2 separate regions of the Danio rerio genome follow, and region 2 is linked to region 1. The links are chromatin contacts, called in public Micro-C maps. All regions are on one chromosome and are shown on one strand. Each heading gives the region's core, a stretch centred on a gene start, on an enhancer-like site or on the middle of the called end of the contact. The rest is flanking DNA. Distances are from core to core; before and after follow the strand shown.

Region 1 (3,839 bases), core at 492-2,991:
GATAAAAACACCTTTTTTACAAGAAGCATGTTTTGTAAATCCTTAAGATGTGCTCCGGTGCTCTAGAACTGCCAGTTTCAGACTGTTGAATTATATTTTTCCTAGCATTGATTGGCACGATTATGCATTCTCAATGGTATGAACCATTATGGTGATGAGGTCAAATGTATATGTATATTATACATTTTCATTATTAATATTTAAGAGAAAGCTATTTCTTTTCATTGAAGGGGTGACACCCCCATACATCTTGTTTTGATGTCTTTCAGAGGATCAAGCCCCCTTTAATTCGCACCCTGATAATTGTATTAAATTGATACACGTGACTAAAAATAAAATTGCTCATCTATAAACAAACTGTTATTTAAATGAATAGGTCTAATAAAGTCACCGTCATTGTTCACCGCTTGTTTTAACAATACCACTCCACAACCATGTCATAAATTTGCTTCATCCCTTCTCTTTCGCTCATTGGTTCATGTCACGTCGACGACAAACAGACCAATCAAAGAGCAGAACTTTCCCTCACAATACAAAGAAGCTTGAACACGTAAACAAACCGGATAATGGCATTTGCTTTCGAAGCCTTACTGGCTGATGTATCAAATCAGCTTCTCGTGTCATCAAAAAGACACTTTAGCGATTCCCATAATTACTAATAAGACGGGGACGTTTTAAAACGAAGGAAAAGAGCAAGATGGCTCCACTGTTGACGAAAAGCGATGCCTGACCGCGAATGAATCGCTGTTTGATTCGGCTCTTTTTAAAAATTCAATCGAACCGATTCGAACTGTGTTTGCAAATTATTCGGTTGTAAACAATGGATAGCTTAGCAAAAAGTAAACTAATGTCATCGTTTATTTACCTTTATGGTTATACAAATCAACAACGTTTCTTCTAATGTAGGCAGAATGACTGTTTAAGTCACAATTCACTTTTATTAAATAGCAAAAAATGACAACGAATGAACGCGCGCCCTGCTGAAAAATCCAGCTTAAACCAGCCTAGGCTGGTTAGCTGGTTTTAGCTGGTCAATCAGGCTGGTTTTAGAGGGGTTTTGACCACTTCCAGGCTGGTTTCCAGCCATTTCCAGCCTGGTCTTAGCTGGTTAGGCTGGAAGATGACCAGCTAAAACCAGCTTGACCACCCTTACCAGGCTGGGAGCCCAGCCACAACCAGCTATGTCCAGCTTAAACCAGGCTGGTCAAGCTGGTTTTAGTTGGATTTAGCTGGTCATTTTCCAGCCTGACCAGCTAAGACCAGGCTGGAAATGGCTGGAAACCAGCCTGGAAATGGCCAAAACCCCTCTAAAACCAGCCTGGTCGACCAGCTAAAACCAGCCTAGGCTGGTTAAGCTGGATTTTTTAGCAGGGTGGCTATGATTCTGTTGCTTTTTGGAGGGTGAATACATGTTTTACATGTGTGTGTGTGTGTGTGTGTGTGCGTTAACTCCTTAGCAAGACAAAACTTCTGCTGTCATGTTGCTGCTGACTACTATGTTGGAATCATGAACAATACAAACAATCGTAAACAACAATATTTCAAATGTGTATTATATAAACATTCAAACATTGAGTATTATATATAATTAACATTATATATTCATTACTTAGATGTGTGTGTGATGGTGGCAAATCAGTGATATGATTCTACTGAACCGGTTCACTAAAAAGATCCGATTCTCTTAACGAATTGAACTCCCAGCTCTACTGACGGGGCGACGCATGCGCACACGGGTTTGTGCGTCAGTAAGCGCGAGCGTTCCTTCATCACAACAGAGACGCTCCGCCGTTAAGTCGCCTTTCACCGGGAGAAAAACGTTTGTTTTCCGCTTCTGCCAGTTCTCTGCATGACCTGGCCTTCAGGGGGGCTTGATGTTAGACGTCTTCGCATCATGGATTTACTGGTAACGTCTGTGTGTTTATTCTTCCTTCTGTTACCGGGCCGGAGTCTCGCAGAGCACCGGGGATAGAGGCCTCCGCGCGCCTGCTCGATTAACGGAGAGCCCGCGCGGAGCCACAACACACACGGGCGGGAAATCCTACGTGTTTTTGGCAGAGGTCAAAGGCTATTCGTCTGACAGTGGTCGAGGTGCAGCGGCTGACGGAATCGGAACCAGTCGGGACCGGTGTTGATGTGGGGTAAAATGGAGACCCCGACGATCATGTACGATCTGGATACCTCCGGTGGGCTGATGGAGGTAAAGCACACACACTCTCATGTACCCATTTATTCCTCTCTCCAGTCTCCACTGGCCGCTTCACAATCTCTTTGTAGCCGCTAACGTTAACAGCTCACGAATGTCATCCATAGCATAGGCTCTCGTCACATGGGCGCGCACGCGCGCTCACGGTTACGGCCCAACAATGGCTCGAGTTGGAGTGATGCAAAACGCGTAGTGTTACAGATGTTTCAATAAGGAGTTTCTGAATTTCTTCCCTGCTCCAGAAAATCCAGACCCTGCTGGCTCCGCCCAAGTCTGAGGACGGAGAGAAGAAGAACAGAAAGCCGGACAGGAGCACCAGGAGATCCGGAAGGGCCACCAACCATGACATCTGTGACAGCTGCCGGGAAGGAGGAGATCTGCTGTGCTGTGATCACTGTCCTGCTGCTTTCCATCTACAGTGCTGGTGTGTTAGATTCTGGAGCTGTTTAAGCCACTACTGTTGGTCAGGTTTAGTTGGGGCACAACAGGAAGGTTGAGGTGACAACTAGAAGTGCTTCAGATTTGGCTGATGTTGAGATGCAACATCATGTTTGCTGCCAGGGTTTATTTATCTGCTTGATAATTCTTGAATGAGCAGGGAAAATGTATTGCAGGGAGCTGATAAATAATCATGAGCCACAGACATGTGACTGCAACAGTGCCTACATTATGGAGAGATAGCTTTACATGATGATGTTGTACTGAAAATGGACGCTTTTTTTTCCTTTGCATTACAGGCAACATTGTTGACAAAATAATTCTGGTTCACACAGAACCATGAGTGACTAAAAACACTATATTACGCATGCTAGGCCAGAGTAGTTAGCTATGTCACTTTGTAAAGCAACATTACACTTATCCTGTAGTCTGCTATTGTTGTTTTTCTTATTAGGTAATCACATATGCGATAATAAGTAATAATCATATGCATGACATCAATGTTTTCACATGTCTGCATTCTGCATTTTCAAAACACACACATGCTAAAACTTGTTTAGGCTACCAAAATAGCACTGTTGTATAAACGAGCAAACAACCAAAATATAAAAATATTCCATTTTAGTTTTCTAACATTTTTCTAAAGGCATGTTTTGGATATTGCGAATATAACGCATGTTTTTTTTTTCTGTTTTTTTATGTTATAACTGATTTTCAACAGTAATTTGGTACTGTTCGCTTTTAAGTGCAATGTCCACATGTATCAAAATCCAATTAACCACTATAAATATAAAACCAACCCTCTGTCCACCTTTTGTTTTCTGTTACACTAATCCATTATTCTAAGATGTGTCACAATATAGCACAAAACATTGTTGCTAATTTAGTTTTCGTTGAGACTTTAGGCTGCTTTCACTCTGCTGGTTCAGTCTGAAACAATGTAGTGTCACAAAATTGCTCATGTAAATGCTGTTATGTTGACCTAGGCTAGCTAACCAGAACTGCATTTAGGAGCTGTTCTAAATTTCATGCAGTGTCATTGTGGCTTGATTCGCATGAATGCAAAGCAACTTGGACTTGGGTGTGCACTTGCTCAAGAAGTTATTTGTGCATGCATTCAGCCAGTGAAAATGTCATAAGTTCAATGCACATATAGGGGATTACCGTTTGATGATTTACCCTGAATATAAGTGAG
Region 2 (3,839 bases), core at 849-3,348, 250 kb before region 1:
TTAAAATTAGGCAAAATATCTAACAAAAATTGTCAATTTTTTATTTGCTTCTCTTGATTTGTCCTGTTTTTTTAAATTAGTTTTTTTAAATATATTTTTCTATAACATAAATTTGGGTGTACTAGTTTTTAGACCGTTATATATTTCCCAGGGATGGGTTGCGGCTGGAAGGGCATCCGCTGCGTAAAAAATTGTTGGATAAGTTGGCGGTTCATTCCGCTGTGGCGACCCTGGATTAATAAAGGGATTAAGCAGACAAGAAAATGAATGAATGAATGAATGAATGAATGAATGAATATAAATTATATATAACATCAATTTCTATCATATTTTGTATAATAAAGGGTGTACTATTTTTTTATTTAAATAATTACATCTGTGCAAATGTGCCCCCCCCCTCCTCAATCATGGAGCAGCCCAGGAGACAAATCTGTAAAGATCTTAAAAAAAAAAAAAAAAAAAAAAACGAAAGATTTTATTTATTATTTTCAGTGGTAAATTCATTTTAAGAAAACAAATCATTTAAAAAGTTTTACATGCCATTATTATTTTGCATTATGATTAAATGAAGAAAAGGGGATTGAGTGATTTAAGCAAAACAAACAGCAAAATAAATTAAAGTACAAATGGTGCATTTTAGGACTTTTGGGCCCCATTGTCTGGAATTGCTTAGGGCCCTCAAATCACTAAATCCGCCCCTGATCTGAATACACATCTCAAATCCATGACTGCAATGAGAGCAGCTTTGAGAGTAGTTTTGGCCCAACATTGTCTAAAAACACAAAGATTGAATTAGTTATTAGTTAATTGAGTAGCCTAACTGGCAATCCCATACTGGTGGTTGTAATATCTGCTGTGCTGTACTAATTTTATAATCATAACAAGTGATTTATGAAAAACTATACTGATGCCAGGCCTATTTTAAGAGTCTTTTGTTTTTATCATGGCCTTTCTTCATCAACATTACAGTAAAAATATATGCTTTCAGGTTTATATTGAGTAAATGCTTTGCTAGTTAGGATAATAGTTTTTGTTTATTTTAAATACCCTAAATGTAGATACATTTTTAGGTAACACTTTACAATAAGGTTCATTAGTTAATGCATTTACTAACATGAATTAATCATGAACAACACTTGTACAGCATTTATTAATCCTAATTGAACATTTACTAATGCATTATTAACATCCAAGTCCATGCTCGTTAACATTAGTTAATGCACCATGAGTTAACATGAACTAACAATGAACTATACTGTATTTTCATTAACTAACGTTAACATGAACAAATACAGTAGTAAATGTTTATTGTTTGTTCCCGTTAGTAAATGCATTAATTAACATTAACGAATGAACCTTATTGTAAAGTGTGACCCATTTTTTATTATATTTTTTGATTAGTGAAACTTTAGATTAAAAAAAATATTGCATGCATTTTATTCCACTAAATGTGTGCATTTTAGATGTATTCAGTCTCCAAGACTCTATAACAAACGCTGTGTTAGTATGAATTTAATATGGGCGCATCACAAATGTGCAGCAGATGGGGATTTTCAAGATTATTGCGCAACTGGAGAATAATAAAAACATGCATAAGAAGAGATTAGTGTTGTCAGAGAGTTCGTCCATAAGAGGGCGCTGTGCCCAAGCAAGTGAAACATCAAAATACACATCCCGTACAGGAATATTCCAATGCAACATTTATGCACACGTATATGATAAATAAGAAAAATAAGAAAAACGATAAATAACATGCACTTACAGTGTGTTTATGTCAATACTATTCATCATTATTAGGCTATTTGTTATTTTTATTCTTACAGATCAACTTGATTAATATACAGGGCATTCATTTTTCGAATGAATTGTAGCCTGTATAAGGTATTTTAAAACTAATATTGTTTTAAGCCTATTCATTTAGTATTTTATATTACATCAGGCAAAACCAACTTTTCTAAGTTTTAAAGTAGGTTTGAAAGTCTCTTAGTCATGCAGAAATGATGCACTTGCTGTGTTGGACTCTTCTTGAGGAGATCCTTTCCAGCAGGGCTCAGTGAGGCGGGAGCGCGCTCAGCTGGTAGTGCGCGTCCCACAGACGCTAAAGACGGGTTTCCACAGGACCGGTGCTGCAGTTCAGCGCGCACCGGGCATCGCCAGAATATTTCAGCGCTTGTTCCAGCGGTGAGTTTGTTTATATTTAGCGGTGTTTTGTTTTTTTTACTTCACTGTACAGGTGAACAGACTGTCTATTCGCGTTGACGCGGAATAAAGAGGCTTAGAGAAGCGCATTACGCACACCAAAACATTCACCTTTAAGCCAGTTGGTGTGCCTTAATGCAAAATCAAATAAATCGCGGTATAAAAGCAGCATATAAGTATACGATCTGAATAGTGTATTAAGTACAGAATGTCATTTAAAAGCCTTGTACGTTTAACCTACATTCAGAGCTGAAACAGTGGAAGTTTCCGCCGGTAGTTTAAAGAGTTTAATTTTACTTTACATAATAGACATGAATATGCAGATGAAATGTTTTGCATGAAATTGATTTGCAATTGTAAAATAGAGTTTAAGTCAGCTCGAAGAGGGAGCGCTCTGGAGATGAGGAGTTTCAGGAAGTGATTCATTCTTCTGGGTTTGTTTGGATAATCAGAAAAAACTGATCGATTTGAGATCATTGCTAATGTATCTATTATATAATGTAGGTTTACATGTCTTTCTTAAACGAACCGTATATTTTGTTGTCGATGGTATAAAGCCCTACGGCTCTCTTACCGATTTTTGTACCTGTCAGGAAAGGTAGGAACAGCCAATCAGAGTGTTCGACGTCACACTAAGGTCTTTCGTCACGTAAACTCTCTTTACTGCTGTCACTCCTAAATTCTCATAAGATCGAGAGCATGATCATTATTTTTTTTGTGGTAGGCTACAATGTACATTTTTTTATACACAAAAATAAGATCCTAAAAACAATACCCATATTTAATACTTTCCTTGTTGAAATTTCGTACAAAATTGAGTCTCTTAAGCTTATTAATAAGAAGAAGAATAATACGTTTCTTAAAGCTAATGATAATCTTTTTTCTTAATGATTGAGGCTTTTTCTCTCTTTTTACTTATTTTTTGTTATTGTATTTTTTCTTCAATGCAGTGATGTTATTATTCTTGTATTAAAAAATAAATAAATAAATAAATTAAATCCAAAATTCTAATATATTTGCTTCTGCCAATGCGGTGAATTGCTTTAGTCTAAAATACATTATTTTTTATTATAGTAACCCAAAAGCTAAATCCCTGAACTCATTATATATATATTTATCTTGTATGGCAAATTTTTCATTCACAAACAGAAATTCGCAAATAATTACACATCCTTTGCTTATTTTAGAATAGAATTTAACTCCCTCCTAAAATCACTTCATCTTATTAAGAATAAAAAAAAATCTTAGATTCCTGAAATATTATGCAGATGTATTTAAAGAAGATTCTCGATTTGCGATGCTTTCCTTACGGTTATTTGTTTAAGTGTTATTGTAATTTCATTCATCTGTTTAATTTAGTATTTTTAGTATTATTATTATTTTATGATTATTTCTATAATTCTATTATTTATTATTATTAATATTATTATTATTATTTCCCTTTCTGTCGAATGGTATTATTATTTGTATGTTTTTTTTTTTAAAGATTTTTTCTTATGACTATGTACATTGTTGACTTTTTTAAAGATCTGTCTGTGATCCCTTGGACTTTGTTATGATGTTCTTGTAACATTAAGCATTAATAAATAAATAAATAAAGAAAAGAAATAAAGAAAATAAATAAAGAAAAGAAATAAATA

What was found. A called contact is a pair of places that touch in the nucleus more often than the background predicts.
Region 2: a contact with region 1 is called in a Micro-C map of caudal fin, with 3 times the contacts expected there. The contact joins the promoter of myo18aa here to the promoter of phf12a in region 1. A contact is called at or near these places in 1 of 18 Hi-C or Micro-C datasets (caudal fin) and 1 of 4 datasets of contacts at active chromatin or transcription factors (caudal fin).

What each region holds. Positions count from the first base shown.
Region 1 is chr10:41,880,052-41,883,890 of GRCz12tu, reverse strand. It overlaps phf12a (PHD finger protein 12a), which reads left to right and starts at 1,741. Exons shown (of 15, transcript XM_001919920.9): 1 at 1,741-2,200; 2 at 2,449-2,630. The coding sequence starts at 2,135.
Region 2 is chr10:42,134,155-42,137,993 of GRCz12tu, reverse strand. It overlaps myo18aa (myosin XVIIIAa), which reads left to right and starts at 2,098. Exons shown (of 41, transcript XM_073915088.1): 1 at 2,098-2,181.